Regions from separate parts of the Ovis aries genome. Here region 2 is linked to region 1. A link is a contact called in public Hi-C data. All regions are on one chromosome and are shown on one strand. Each heading gives the region's core, a stretch centred on a gene start, on an enhancer-like site or on the middle of the called end of the contact. The rest is flanking DNA. Distances are from core to core; before and after follow the strand shown. Region 1 holds the start of KPNA3 (karyopherin subunit alpha 3). Region 2 overlaps LOC105608012 (a long non-coding RNA gene).

What was found. Hi-C and Micro-C count contacts between places; a contact is called where the count stands out from the background.
Region 2: a contact with region 1 is called in a Hi-C map of liver, with 2.9 times the contacts expected there. The contact joins the enhancer-like site here to the promoter of KPNA3 in region 1. A contact is called at or near these places in 2 of 16 Hi-C or Micro-C datasets (blood and liver).

The regions. Positions count from the first base shown.
Region 1 is chr10:19,666,099-19,673,864 of ARS-UI_Ramb_v3.0, forward strand. KPNA3 (karyopherin subunit alpha 3) reads right to left here and starts at 3,521. Exons shown (of 17, transcript XM_015098074.3): 1 at 3,421-3,521. The coding sequence starts at 3,489. LOC132657287 (craniofacial development protein 2-like) reads right to left here and starts at 2,879. Exons shown (of 2, transcript XM_060394361.1): 1 at 1-2,879.
Region 2 is chr10:19,896,687-19,904,452 of ARS-UI_Ramb_v3.0, forward strand. LOC105608012 (a long non-coding RNA gene) reads left to right here. Exons shown (of 6, transcript XR_009595198.1): 6 at 1-2,591. Among named protein-coding and RNA genes, the nearest start is that of TRNAR-UCU, 70 kb to the right of the region's middle. Within about 2 kb of position 3,610, at least 51 of the 54 cell types and tissues checked have an H3K27ac peak or open chromatin away from gene starts, as enhancers often do. A contact at or near this core is called in liver, where this site is marked.

The DNA.
Region 1 (7,766 bases), core at 2,271-4,770:
GAATTCATTATGTATTTCCTTGTTTTAGATACCAAATCCATTCCCCCAACCCAAGCCTTAAACTGCTGACCATGATAATTATTCCCTCCCCGACTTCCATCTATAAAGCTCAGGATAACTTTTATCTCCTTTCTCTCCACTGAGTTTTACAAAGAAGAGAAAGGAAGGGGAGGAGGTTCAAATCCTCATTCTACGTTAGGACCAGCCCCGGTCTTAATTTTTTGGCAAATTCCTCCTTACATATGGGTAACAGTACCTTTACTCCAAAATTTATTCTAGTTATCTCTGCCCAGTCACCTTTTTCCATCGCTGTTATCATGTTACACCTCCTAATCCTACTCTGAAATAAATTTCTTCATATCTCCTTATCAAGAAGTTTCTTATCAACAACTTTTTGCCACAAAAATATTCTCAAACCACCACAGGCAACCTTAAAGCCCATCTCTTCCCTCCTTCATCTAACTTCTCTTCTTTTTCACCCAGATCTTTATTCACGAATTTCCTGTGTGCCCAGTACAAGTTTAGTACATCCGTTCTATGAAATTCGCCAACCTTTCGTTTATGAAGCCATTCCCAATTGAATGACTATGAAACTGCATTCTTCCCCTAGTCACAATTCCCTGGCATAACTCCACACTTTTTTTTTTTTTTTTTTAGAAACTATGTGTTTTATTCTTACACCTAGCATCTTGTGTATTGGCTGGCTATATAATCTGTAATGTTTTTATTTTTTATCTGTTCTGTAGGAGAAAAGACAGGAATGATTGATAGCTCAGCAAAGTATATTTCACTGTTTTTTTAACAGACTGATAATCACTACTATTTAGTCACAGAGCTAAGTTGCAACCTAAGTTTCTAGTATAATAGTTTCTAAAAAGGATAAGACTAAACTAGATAAGGTGTCTAGTGTCAGTTATACCAAATTCCACAATAAAGGCACTTGAGCAGATCTGACCCCAGTTCACCCTTTAGTCACATTTCTAGCATCCCTCTCTCTTAGCAGTCCAGCTACAGTGGTAACTAAAGAGCCCTACATTCTCAGGACTCTTTGGTTACTGCTCCCTCACGTCTGAAATGCCCCTTCCTTGCCCTCTCCCTCTCCCAACTTCCTTGCATCCTTCAGGATCTACTCATTCCCATTCATCCACTAGGAATCAACCAGAACATCTCCCTTGACTGCTCAGCTCCAAGTCAGGATCTCCTCATGCATTCTCAGCATACACTTATTGATGTCACTGCACTGTAGTGATCAGTTTACTTTCCTACACTCCTACTGAACTATAAAAGTAAACTCCTCCAGGTACAGACTGAGCAACCTTATATACCCAACAGACAATGAGTGAATGCTCACACCCACTCCATGACCTTGTGCAGCCTGTACAAGCAGTCCTGAGCTTCTCATCTTAAGTACTTTCCTTCTGTAAAGTGGGGATAATGCTACACCTTGCTCACAAAGTTGTCCTAAGAACTAAAAGCGGTTATCAATGAAGCTCTTAGTAAAGTGCCTGCCATGTGGAACTACCATTTCAATGTCTGCTACTTCATGCCTTAGATTCCTTCCTGTATCCTGGGAATCGTAATGCTGTGATCAATACTTTCAGGCTGGAAGGCTTAGTTAGCAACCAGTCATCTTTTTCATGCATCTAGAAGTTACTGGTTACCGTCTGATCATCAGCAGGCATTTACGTGTGCCTATTATGTGCAGGAGTCCTTTCTAGGTTATCACTGAGTTCCCAGAACACAACAGAGGCAAAAAAAAAAAAAAAAAAAAAAAGACAAAAACCTGTACCAACACCCAGAAGCAGAAAGATTGTTAATTACTTCGATACAAACAATACCAGAATGTTTCAAACTACATTAAGCTTTGCTTTATAACTGGTGTAAGCTTCAAGAACAAATACTGATGGGAAAAGTTCAAAATTAACTTCTATCATCAAGTGGACCAAAAATCAGAGGCAGTCCGCAAATTTCTTGTTGCTATTCCTAAGTTTCACTTTTACTTAAAAGTATTTCTCATAAAAGAAGCTTAACCATGACCACGACAGACATAGATGACCTTAATTTGTCTCAGTCAAATGGGAATTCCACGTATTTCCTAATTAGTATTTAATTTGGCAGCTCCGAAAAATAGCCTGAGTTTTCTGTTTTTCTAGAAAACAGAACGTTGAATGGCATATCCCCACCACCACCACCTTCTCTCTTTAAGACAGGACAAAATGCACACTTTCTTAAGTCACACTGGCCTCTGAGCAAGAATAACAAAACTGCAAATTATGTCACCTGGTATTAGAAAAGGAGGCTGTGGACCTGAAACACCTTCCCCCTAGCAAATCCAGAGGTCAGAGTCCCAGGGAAGTTTCTGCACCACACTACACGGCGTTCAGTAGCTGCAGAGAGACCTCTAGCGCTGCCTGCAGAAGCCGAGTTTGCAAACAGTACCTGCTAATGTCACCTTAATGAGACAATGGCAACATGCTGAGTAGCAACGAACTGAGTGACCGCGATGAATGTTTACAGTTTTGCAACCACTTGGACATTCTACCAGCTTACAGCAAGAGGCCCTCCAAGCCTCTTTATTTCAGTACAACGTGTCAAAGGAATGATCCTTCTATGCACACCCCCTCCGCTACAAGAAAAGGCTAAGAAAACAGGTCCTGGGAGCGGAGGTCGGAACAACGTCTCTTCCAAAGCCCTCCACACAATAGACGGGAAACTATTGTCCACCTTCGGCTTGCTCCAAATGCCAGCGGTTAACGAGAGTACAAGCTGGGAGAAGCTCAGCACGACTGCTCCGGGGAACCGCACCGGGTTATAAGAAAATGGTCCTGGCGCATCCTACCCTCCCCCATCCGCCACCCTCAAACAAGTCGGTTACCCAGCTGGTCCCCACCCCCCTCTGCGGGCCGCCACCGCCCGCCTGGGCCCGGCTCGCCGAAGGTAGGCGCGGGGACCGGCGGAGCCGAGGCTCCATGTGCGGCAGCGCGGGAGGCGCTGAGGGGGCCGTGCCGGGCGGGAGGCTGCACCGCGAGCCGGGCGAGAGCCGCGCCGCCCCCTCAGCGTGGCGGTCGAAAGACCGCGGCCGCAGCATCCCCGGCGCGCGAGGCCCCGGCCCGCGGACCCCGCCTCAGCTCCACACCTCTTCCTCGCCGACAGCAGGCCGCGCCCGCGTGACGGGGCCGAAAACCCCGGCATTTCCCGGTCTCCGCACCGGGCAGCCGCCGCTGGCGGCTGCAGCCCGGACCGCCACCCGCCTCCCGCCGCCCGGCCGCAGGGACGGGAGGCGGCGGCCAACTCCGACCCATCGCGGGCCGGCGAGAACCAGCCCGGTCGCGCCGGCCCCCCGCCCCTCCTCGCCGCCTCAGGGCCGGCGCGACCGGGAGGGCGAGCCGGTTGGGCCCCCCGCCGCGGAAGCACACTCACCTCCACATCTCGGCCCTTATTCTTGAAGCTCTTGATGCGGTGGTTCTCCAAGCCGGGGTTCTCGGCCATGGCTGCGCGCGGCTCTGGCGGCGGCTACTCCTGCGGCTGCGGCGGCGGCGGCGGCGAGTCTTGGCGAGGGAGGGGTAGGTGGGGGAGGGCGGGAGAGGGGAAGGGCGGGGGAGGGGGAGAGGCGAGCACGTTCCGTGACGCCTCCGAGCGCGAGGTGGCAGCAGCGCCGGGGGAAGCTCGGGCCGATGGACGCGAGGGGCGGGGCGGGGCGGGAACAGCGCTGAAGAGAGCCGCGGGCGCCGGAGGGGGCTGGAGTCACGTGACGGCCTCCGGCCTGGATGCTCAGCCGGCTGGACGCGCCTGACGGTTCTCGGAGTGACCCCCACCCCCCGACTCTCTCACCCTCCAGAGAGCCCTTCCTACAACCCTTCGGAGCTTCCAGTCCTGTGCCAGGAATGGAGCCAGACTTGGCGGCTTTTTACTGCCCGTTCAGACCCGGGGCTGCGGCCGGAAACTACAGTTCCCAGCATGCCATTCTTCGGCGGGGGTAATTTTCTCAGCCTGCAAAGCACCCAGAGAATGCCGGGAACCCTAAGCGCGCGGCTTTCTGCGCGGGGCGCTCGGAGAGCCTGGGCGCGGGGCTCCGCCCCCAAGACCGCCTCTGGGCGGGACTGTGGGAGGAGCTTCCCAGGAGACGGCTCTTGCGCCTATTGGGAGGGAGGGGGGCGGGACTTCGAAGGAGGCTTCCAAGAAAATTAGAAACGGATCCATGGTTCCTGCTTTGCTCCTTTGCTTGTTTGGCCGGGGTCACCTAAGACAGCACCCACCTTCACTTGCTGTTCCCTTGCTCTGCTTTGGTTTTATAATTAGCATTTATCTCCACGTTACACATACATATGTATGTTATATGTGTGTTTATGTGTGTGTGTTACCTGGTTTGCCGCATTGGAATTAGCGCAGTAAAAGTAGCGACAGTGGTGGGTCTATTGCTGAAGCCCTTTGTTAATACAGTGCCTGGCACGTCATGAATAACCAATAAATACTTGAACTGATTAGCGCTCTAGCGTCTGTTTTTTCACCATCGTCCCAGGCTCCGTTCTGCAACCTCCACCCTGGCAGTTCCTGTATTCATGTATCCCTAATACCTCATAACTTTCCTTCCAAGGAGTCGTCTTTTAATTTCATGGCTGCAATCACCATCTGCAGTGATTTTGGAGCCCCCCAAAATAAAGTCTGACACTGTTTCCACTGTTTCCCATCTATTTCCCATGAGTGATGGGACCAGATGCCATGATCTTCGTTTTCTGAATGTTGAGCTTTAAGCCAACTTTTTCACTCTCCTCTTTCACTTTCATCAAGAGGCTTTTAGTTCCTCTTCACTTTCTGCCATAAGGGTGGTGTCATCTGCATATCTGAGGTTATTGATATTTCTCCTGGCAATCTTGATTCCAGCTTGTGCTTCTTCCAGCCCAGCGTTTCTCATGATGTACTCTGCATAGAAGTTAAATAAGCAGGGTGACAATATACAGCCTTGACATACTCCTTTTCCTATCTGGAACCAGTCTGTTGTTCCATGTCCAGTTCTAACTGTTGCTTCCTGACCTGCATAGAGGTTTCTCAAGAGGCAGGTCAGGTGGTCTGTATTCCCATCTCTTTCAGAATTTTCCACAGTTTATTGTGATCCACACAGTCAAAGGCTTTGGCATAGTCAATAAAGCAGAAATAGATATTTTTCTGGAAGGAATGATGCTAAAGCTGAAACTCCAATAGTTTAGCCACCACATGCGAAGAGTTGACTCATTGGAAAAGACCCTGATGCTGGGAGGGATTGGGGGCAGGAGGAGAAGGGGACCACAGAGGATGAGATGGCTGGATGGCATCACCGACTCAATGGACGTGAGTTTGAGTGAACTCTGGGAGTTAGTGACGCACAGGGAGGCCTGGCGTGCTGCAATTTATGGGGTCGCAAAGAGTCGGACACGACTGAGCGACTGAACTGAATACCTCTGTTTCACCACCATACATAATATCAGCGTTCAAGAAGTAGTCAAACCTTGATCCGCAGACTCTCTAGTCTAGCATCTCCCTTTAGGGTCATTGTAGGAATTGATTAAGGGAAATTTGAATCCGTAATACTAATAGTTGCTTTCTGGAGCAGGTGCGTTTCTTTGAATGTATGTGAAATAATTTATTTTCAGAACCTCTGGCAGATACAAGCGACATTTGACACTGAGGTCATTCAAAGGTTGGGAGAAATATAACCATGCAAAGACTGAAGAAGATACTCTTTCAAAATAAAGGAGACATAGAGAACTTGAGGTTCAGAGGTCGTGAATTCAGAGGCCTTTGTTGGCCTGGCTATGTCTGGGCCATTTTTGTAAGTGGTGGATATTGGCCTGTTGATAAACACAAGCTTATTTAAAGGCTTCAGACCATTGTTGCCATATTGGACTGTGGGTCAGGCTTGCCAAAGGCCCAACTTTTCAAGGGAAACCGAAAAGCTGGGTTCTTTTTTTCTTCTTTTTAAAATGTCGATTCATGTTTTTTAATGCACTTTAGGGAATAAGTCACTCAAAAACTCCAGGCCCTGACATTGTGGGCCAAATGGTCCAAACACGCATTTGATGGGGAGAAAAAAAAAAAAACACCAAAAGCTTAGAATGAATACATAGATTACTTCTACTCTAGTTCTTAAGGTAATAGATGTTGCATGCTTGCCACTCCTCTGATTGACTGAAGGGAAACTTGCACACTGTTGTTCAAGCTCTATTACAGTTTAGCAAAAACTTTTCCAATTACTTTGCCCATTTCTGCCTCTTCTCTTCACCCTACTTGCCATCACCAACCATGTAAGTCATGATTTTAGAGTTTATGCATATTTAGTGAGCACTTACCATATGTTAGTCATTGCACTGACACTGGGATATATTTGTAAATAAGACAGCCTGGTATCCTGCCTTCACATAACTTCAGATCTATCAGAGTTGACAGACAATAAAAAAAAAGTTATCCCCCAAATGTGTGATGGGTGTCAAGGCTCACAGCAGGAAGACCCTTATAACCTGCTGATTCCTAATACACAAGGACAAGATCCAAAACAGGAGTCTACATATCACATGTCTACAATCTTAAAGTTTAAAATCCAGCTTCCAAGCTTAAAATATATTCTAAACTTTGACAAATGTGCTTCCACTACAACCTGGAAGTCTGAGTCTGAATTTAAATTTCCTGCCTTTTTGGACTTCTGCTTCAGAATGCGGCTGTGTAAAGAAGCATGGTAGCCAGACCCTCACCCACATTTTGTTTCCCTTCTCTTCCCTGTCCTGGCCCCACCCCATACTGGAACAGACCTTGAGAACAAGTATACATAGCCCTATTCACAACGTTCAAGTTCTGCCACTCACCTACAAAGCTTTATTCACATCTCCCTACCTGACTCAAGAGATGCCTCTCGGCCATTGCTCAGGCCTAAATGTGCAAAGCTGCAGCATCACATTCCCCCAGGAGAACAGACCCAGAAAAGAAGCCTAGGAAGATCCTAGAAGCAGGATTGGCCATTTAAACAGAGAATCACCAGTCCCTGGTAGTCAGAGCTGGGTTGAGAGGCACAGGTTCCAATGAGCATGACCAGTTGGCCCCATGGGCTTTCAATGGAGAGTAGTGCAGCAGAAGGGAGCAAAGGTCACGACCTCTAAAGAAGCAGGGTCCAGAGCAGGGTCCCTTCTTGGCCAGATCTTAGTCGATTGTATGCTTTGCCATTATTTCTAGTGATTTCAATATCCACATACCTGGTACCTTAGCCCCAGAATCTCTCTGCATTCTTACTTGGACCAGGTTTCTGTCACTTGAAGCCCCCACCAGGCCTTGAAGTCCTTCAGCTCAGTTCAATTCAGTTGCTCAGTCATGTCTAACTCTTTGAGACCCCATGGACTGCAGCACACCAAGCTTCCCTGTCCATCACCAATTCCTGGAGCTTACTCAAACTCCTGTCCATCAAGTCGGTGATGCCATCCAACCATCTCATCCTCTGTCCTTCTCCTCCCACCTTCAATCTTTCCCAGCATCAGGGTCTTTTCAAATGAGTCAGTTCTTTGCATCAGGTGGCCAAAGTATTGGAGTTTTATCTTCAACATCAGACCTTCCAGTGAACATCCAGGACTGATCTCCTTTAGGATGGACTGGTTGGATCTCCTTGCAGTCCAAGGGACTCTCAAGAGTCCTCTCCAACACCACAGTTCAAAAGCATCAATTCTTCAGCACTCAGCTTTCTTTATGGTCCAACTCTCACATCCACACATGACTACTGGAACAACCATAGCTTTGACTAGACGGACCTT
Region 2 (7,766 bases), core at 2,360-4,859, 230 kb after region 1:
TGTATAACCCTTTTTAAGAACTGTCATTCTGTCTTAATTATATAACATGAATTTATTATAAAATTACTTAATGGAATAATCTCCATGGCATTTTGCTTTTAAACTTGGAGAAGTCACTGATGGTCTTGCAATGAGCTAGTAATATCCAAAGTCAGGGACAGTTTAAGGAGGCAGTGGAAAACTTTTAGGACCTGATCATGTCTTTGAAAAGTGCAGCCACTGGGAGTGTCCTACCTAGCTTTGGAGAGACAGGAGTCTGTATATGGAGGCCTGACCTGGAGGGGAGGGAATGGTCATGGAGGAGAAAAAGGGGAGAAGATTATGAGATTGCCCACTCAGACTGGCTCTCAATTAGCTTTGCTGTAATGATGAAATACTTGGATTTTTATATTCACTTCTAATATCAAAAAAGGATATTTGTTATGTTTAAACAGTTTTTATATACAACGTATTGTTTAAATCTGTTTATCTGAAGTTAAAATGTGTGGTGATTTTAAACACATGGCAAATTCTTTGACGCTCTTCCCAGTAAAAGGCAGAGTCTGATTCTCCTTCTAGAATCTGTATGGCTTAAGTGATACGCCTCAGAGGAACAGAATGTGATGGATAGGATTTCTAGGATTAGGTTCTACAGCTTCACTTGGCTCTCAGTCTTGGGACCCTTGGAACCCAGAACCATGCTGTGAGGAAGCCCAGACCACAAGGAGTGGCCATGTGCAGGTGTTCAGGCTGAAAACCCTAGCTAAGATCCTAGCCATCTGTGAGCAGGGATTGCTAGATGGGAAAGTGAACCGCCTTCAGATGATGCAAGGCTTTAGCCTATGAGCTGCCCCAGCTGACTCCCTGTGGGCAAGAAACAAGCATCTTGCAGAGCCCTACCCATAACTGCATATTCCTGAGCAAGTGTTGGTTTTAAACCATTACGTCCTGAGGGTGGTTTGTTTTGTATCTGAGTTTCTGCTTCCATTAAATCTCTAGCTCAGGTTAGCTGTGACAACTGGGAAACCTTTTCCCCTCACTTTTTGTTGTTTCCCTAGCCAGACTGAGATCTTAAGCACTTCTGGGTACTAACTGTGTATGATTAAGTGTGGTTTTGAAGGGCCATGAGAAACAAATACCACCCTTATGGGAATTCATTCTAGCTCATGTCCCTTTCCTTGAAGGTCTGGTGGTTGAGCAGGGCAAAAACAAAGCTTGATTCCATCTGTCTCTCCTTTTCTTCTTCTCTAGCTATCCACAGTTTTTAAAAAGAGAGGAAAGCAAGATTTTATCCTCTCCTGCCCTTGTCTCCCTTCTGAATTCAAATCTTTGGGAAGGTGCTTTCTTTTTCACTGGAAGGGTACACAGCCTTTTCAGTGGATTTTCAGCCACAGCTTAGCTTTTCATTCCTTTTCAAGGAAGCAAAACAGAGTTCCTCCTCCTGAACCAGAGGCCCATTTCTCCTCCCAGTCCACAGCCCAGACCAGAATGGGGATCCCTTGATCTGGCCCGTCAGTCACTTTCCCATTCTACCAGCTGTTTCAAATTAGCTTTCTTGAACCCCTCTCCTATCCCCACTGCCACTAGGTATACAGCAGTGGTCCTAGTTGATTCTTAGATCACAGGCTATTTTATTTTCCATCTTCCTGTCTCCAGGACCCCACCTGGTGTAATCTTTTCAAGGACCTGTATTCTTTTCATAACTGACCATGCATTTCCATTAAAAAAATGAAATCCTTTTATGGTTTTCCCTTTTCTGTAGGTTTAAATCCTGAGGCCCAATAATCATTTACACACAGAACAAACACTTGAGATTGTATGCTGAATTGTAGTAGAGGTTACTCTGGAGAGAGACCAGATTGCTTTCCCTAGGTTCTCAAAAGGGTATTTGTGCCCCCAAAAGCTAAACACTTGTAGGTCTCAAGCTACATTCCAAACTCCCCAGCGTGGACTACAAAGTCTGCCTGACCTGGCCTTTCATCCAGCCTCCCTTCTCCCCCTTTTCACAGCCCACCCATTCTTACTTGGCTGTAGTTGTTCACTACAGGCTTTGTACCTGCTACTTTGCTTGTTCAGCTTGGGAAAACTCTTTCCTTAGCTGGTCTAACTTCTGCCCATCCAGGAAACCGTCTTCTTTTAAGAAGCACCTCAGGTCAGCTACCTACAGGAAGCTATTCAGGCTAAGCAAGCTGGGTGTGAATTCCTGCCTCCCTGAAGCCAGGCTAGCAACTGCTCTTTCTCTTAGCGTCTGCCTCTTGGATTTCCAAACTAGGGTGGAGGTGGGAAAAAAATAAAACAGTGAAGTAAAACCTGTAAAACAAGCAGTGACTAATAAATTGTTTGTGCAGCACTTACACTGAACAATCATCCCAGGCTGTAGTATACACTTTTGTAGTGCTTTCTTAGGAGGGAGAGATTGGGTTGCAAACGTGTAATTTATATTTGCCCCAGAGTTTTGACGATAAATACAACAGACACCTTCCTGTTAAGACAATTTCCTACAGGAATTTTCCGCACCATCCCATTTTCCTTTATCTTATGCCCAGCCACCAAATGGTGTTATGTATTTAACAAATACTGAAATTAATAAATATAGTTCTGATATCCTGCTATCTACTAGGATTGCTGGGTCATTTATCTGAATTGTTTCTCCTTGGCTCACGCAACATCACCGCCCCCAAAAGGTCTAACACATCGTGAAGTGTCCTTAAAATTCTCCACCTACCCAGGAAGACGCTCCTACTTTTTGAGATACACTGTGTACTTGTGAGGTCTGCTTTCTCTCACAGCACAGGCTTTTTAAAGTCAACCCTTGACTCGTTCAGAAAAAGTTAAGGCTTAATTGCTGTCTTGAAACAGAGCTCTTTTCCCTCCTAGGGCGGACGGATCTGAGAGAAGTGTATTTCCCTGCTACTAACGAATCAACTTATAAATAGCGCTTACCGCGCTGAGTCACCAAAACCCGGAGTTTCCCCAAATAGCTTTATAACGACTGCTGGAATCGAGTGCTCCGGAACGGTGACAAACGCCTGTCACACACCCGCGAGGCTGGACGCTAGGCTTGCGCCGCCGAGCGGGGTCTCCAAACACCCGGCTTTCGGAGAACGCGGGCACGGCAGCCTATGTCCCAGCCTGGAGTTGAGAGTCGGACCTCAGGAGCGCGCTGGGCGCTCTCGGGACGCGGCCAAGACTTGGCCTTGACCGTCCGGGGCCGTCCCCGCCCCCTCCGGAGCTGGGAGCCGCAGGGGGCCGGCACCAGCTTCCGCGCGGAGCCGCCCGCCCGCTCACACAATGGGGCGCGTCGGGGGAGGGCGGCCTCAGCCACCGCTCTGGGCCCGGGCTCCGGGCAGCTGGGGATGAAGCCAGGAGCTGGGGCAGCAACGAAAACCCCCTCCACCCGTCTCCTGCCCGCCCACTCCCACACTTCGAAATGGCTGCAGCCGCCGCTTAGGGGGCTGGGTGGGGGGGGAACGGAAGTGCCACCCCCTGCAGTCAGGGGACGGTGACGTCATCCCTACTGTCAGCCTGTAGCGGGGGCGTCTGCCCGTCACGTGACCCCCGCTCCTAGCCGAACCCCGCGCGCGCTCGCGCGCGCTCCCTCCCCCACCAGCTTCTCCCCAGCTCTCGCCCTCCCCGCTCCAGCGCGGCTGTCAACAGCGCCAGCTCCGCCCCCTCCCCCGCGCCCAGTGTAACCGCCACGGCGGCGCGGCGAGCGCTCGCGCTTGGGTCCGGGCGCCCCGGAGGAAAGCGTTGCCTTCTGTCCTCACCTCGCCCCCCTCCCCTCAGTCGCCGGCGCGGCGGGTCGCGTGGGCACCGGAGCCAGGAGTGTGCGGTGGCGTGCGGCGACAGCGCTTCTCCACTCAGCCCTCCCACAGCAGCTGCGCGGGACGAGGTGGGGACGCTAGGTCCGAGCTCCGAGCTCCGAGGGGGCGAGCTGGGCTCAGCAGCCCCCTGGTCCTGGCGCGTCTTCCCTGGGGGTTCGGTATCCCAAGCAGGAGCTGCAGCAGGGAGCCCGCCGTCGACCGCTCGCTCGCCCGCCCGCGCCCCCGCGGCGCTCCCGCCTCCACTCTCCTCGCCGCCTGGGCGGCGCAAGCTAGTCCTGGCTTCGTCTCTGGCCGCGGCGCGGCCACCGGCTGTACGACGAGGGGGGCCAGGCGCTGACCGTCTCCGGAGCCCCTCGGCCACCCCGCCGTGCACTGCTAGGCTTCCAGATTGGGTGGCTGTCACTGCTGCGCCTCGCTCTAATTTTTTCCCCCTTTATTCCCTTCTAAAAGTAGAGGCTTGGGGGAGGGAAGAGAAAACCCAGTGTAGAAAGGGGGCGGTGCGGACTGACCTGTCAACGGTGGAGGAGGAAGACCCCCCGATCCGGGCGAGCTCTCGAGCCCGCGCAGGGACCGGAGCCCTGGGTTCGCGCGGAGAGGCGCGGCGGCGGCGGCGGCAATGCCTCAGCCAGGTGTCCCCCCTCGGCGGGGCCCGCGCTGCCGCGCCCGCCCCCTCCCCCGGGCGCCGCGCTCCCCGCCCCATCGCCAGGGAACAGGGAACCCCCCAGCTCGATTTTTTTGTGCAGTTTCAGCAAAGCTCCGAGGAAGTTGGTCCTTTTGTTCCACTATTTATAGATTGCGTCAACATTGCGAAAAGGAGAAGGCGGAGCGGTGGCCCCTCCCCCCTCCCCTCCTCCAGCCGGCTCCTGGGAGAGAAAAGCCCCAGCACACGACCTAAGTACACAGCGCGCCAGCCGCCCGCCCGCCCCCGGCCTCCCGATCGCCGCCTCCCCCTCCTCCCTGCCCGGGCCAGAGCGCTGCCAACCCCGTCACGTGCCCGCCCGGGAAAACCAGCTCCCCGGGGCTCCGCGCCGCCCCCCAGGCTCCGTGGCGGCGGCCGCCTCGCTCAGCTGTGCGCCTGGCTCCTGGGCTCCAGCCAGTGACCCAGGCGTCGCGCACAGCGTGGGCACCCGCACCCTAGTCACCCGGGGTCCGCGACTCTCGAGAGTGCTCGCCAGCCATCGGCGCTTCCGCCCTCCTCAAACCTCCCCGCCACCACCACCCCGCCCGATCTCTGGAGCGCCACCGCCCTGGTCGCCGAGTGTGCGCGCGTTCGGGCCTCGCTGCAAGCTGGGGGCCTGACTGGGCCCTCGCGCGGCCGCTTCCCCAGACGAGGGGATGCCAGTCCCCCTTTCCCTTTTTCTCCCCCGCACGATCGGCTGCGGGCGGGGGACCGAGGGACGCCGGGGTGGCTGGCGGCCGCCCGAAGGCTGGCGGGCGGAGCGCGGGAAGTACGGTGCGGCCGTTCCGAGACGCGCGGAGACGCCCTGCCTCCTCCGCAGGTGCAGCGGGGCGTCGCGCGAGCTCAACTTACTGCCTCCCGGACTTCTGCGGACCGAGGAGTTTTGCAGACCTGAGCCGCCGTGGGGGTACTGGAGTTTCTGAGGAGTTACTGGAAGCTAGATCTGTGACAAAAAACATTTGAACTTTCTTCTCAAACCTGATGACGAAGTGATAGGCCCCGGCATACTCCCCGAAATGAAACTGAGCTCCCTTGCTGGCCTAAAGCTTCTGTTCCTGAGCTCGATGTAAACAAGGAGGGCGGTCAATACTAGAGGAAGGCCTTATTAAAAAAAAAAAAATAAAACAAGTGCAAGTAGCTGGTTTGAGTGTAATTTACCTTCGCAGCTTCCGGTCATTTCCCTTAGTGATTTATTTAGATCTTAGTTTAACTTTCCAGAGTCGGAATAAAAATAATTTAGCCCTTCAGATCACGGGTGGAGAAAAGTTCGAACTGAGCTGGGACGAGTGCAGGAAACGCGTCGGACCTTTCCGGGCAGTTGGACACTGTGGTAAACAGTCTGCAAGAGTTATTTTCTAAGGAGTTTGGAGAGACTGTTCCCTCGCACTCACCCTCGTTCGGGCTCAAGTGCAGGCCGCCGGGGGAGGAGGGCGGGACTCTGCCCCGGCCCTTGCCCGGGAGCGGAGCTTCCGGGCCCTGCGTTGGGCGCGTGCAAACCTAGGAGAGCTTTCGCACGGGCCACTCGGGGCAGCAACAAGTTTACCTCTATTTGAGAAACCTTTCCAAGTTTGGCTTTTTTTTTTTTTTTCCTTTAAGGGGGAGACCTTAGTCCATGAGTTCATCAGTTTAGGATACATGTGCTTTGCTCACCATTAAGAGAGAGGCGAGATAAAGTGAAGCGAGCCTGTGCAGTGGTTGCTGGGTTTTTCCAAAGCGCAGAGCTGAGTGGACGAGCAGCAAATGGGACTGGGCGTTGGTGCCCCCTCACACCTGATGGTACTCAGAGCTTGGGGTGGGAGCCGGATCCCGGATCTCGAAACTTCTCTCTCGGTTTCCTTCCAACTTAGTGAAAGGCTCCGGCCGCCCCTCTTCCGGCCTTTCTACCCTGCCTATTCGTCTGTATCTGCAAGACACAGTCCTCCTAAGCAGGCGAATTCGTTTCCGCGCCAACTTTGTTGCTTCAGTATCTACAAATCACGTTTCTTTACACGAAGAAAACAAGCCAGGCCTGCGGGCCCTTTTCGCCCATGCAAGGGACAGGGGTCCCAGGCCTCAGCCTGAGCCTCCCCCTCTCCCCGCCCAGCCTGGGACGGAACCGCGGTGTCCCCATCACTTTTGTCAGGACACGCGTTTTCCACCCCCATTTTGTTCTTCCGCGGTCGTCTCAGCTGCGGAGAGAAGGGAGCGAAAGCAAAACGAAAGCACCCGGGGCGCATCAGTCGCGGCGGCTTCCCTGAGCACGGCCGTGGGAGGTCAAGATCTGGGGTTGGGAGGCAAGAGTGGGCGTGGGGGCTGCGTGGAAACCGGGTGGCGGGTGGTCCCCGCAGGGCCCCCGGGAGCTGCCCGGAGCTCCATCGCTCCTCCTCCCCATGGGAAAGGCGTCCGCGTGTGAGAATATACCAGCCCCGAAGGGAAAGTTTGGCCTGGGTCTTGAGTTGAAACTCGAGACTGATTGGGACCGTGCGGAGGGGACCCAGAGGCCCAGGAGTGTGGCGCGGGGGCGAGCGTTGGCCCCCGGCGACTGATCCGGGGGAGAGGCCGGGGCGGGCGAGGGCGCGCGGAGGCCGCCGGGGACCGGAGGCTCACGGAATTGTCGCTCCACTCAGATTGGATAGGCTGCCCGCTTACCCGCAAAACCCAGAGTTCTTCGCCGTATAAAGACTTCAGGAAACTTTAGTGACAACCTCCGCGCCCGCCCCCCTCCCTCTCGGTAGTCACTGCGGGGACAAAGGCGGCCTGAGCAGATCTGGACAAGGCGCGGCCTCTGTGGGCGGCCTTCGCGGCCTCAGACTTCTTCAGTTAAGAAGAGGATGAGTATCTTTACGAAGTGAAGTTAACCACCCCCCACCACCACCCCTCACTGGTGACAGCCAGAGTCTGATCTGCTAAAAGGCGTCCCGTTCCCCCCACCTTCCCTTGCAATGAACCAACACGGGGAGAGTGGCCTGCAAGATGCTCACCCTGTCACTCGGGTACATTCGTCCCTGTCATTCGGGTACACTTATGTAGCCAAAAGCGCGAAAAGTCCCACCTTGCCCTAATAAACAACTAACTTCATTCTTGCCTGGCACCTTTCTTGTCGCAATAACTGTGGGTTTTGGCAAGTGTTAAAAATACCATTTGATCCTAAATGAGTCAAACGTGGAAACAGTTTTCTGTGCGAGTAGTTTGAGTCTGTGCTTTCTCTCACTGGCACCTAATACACGGCGCAGCCCACAGCCGTGACACCTCAACCCGTGCAGGGGCGCTTTCGCGCCGCACCTTTTCACTCCTTAAATAAGTAG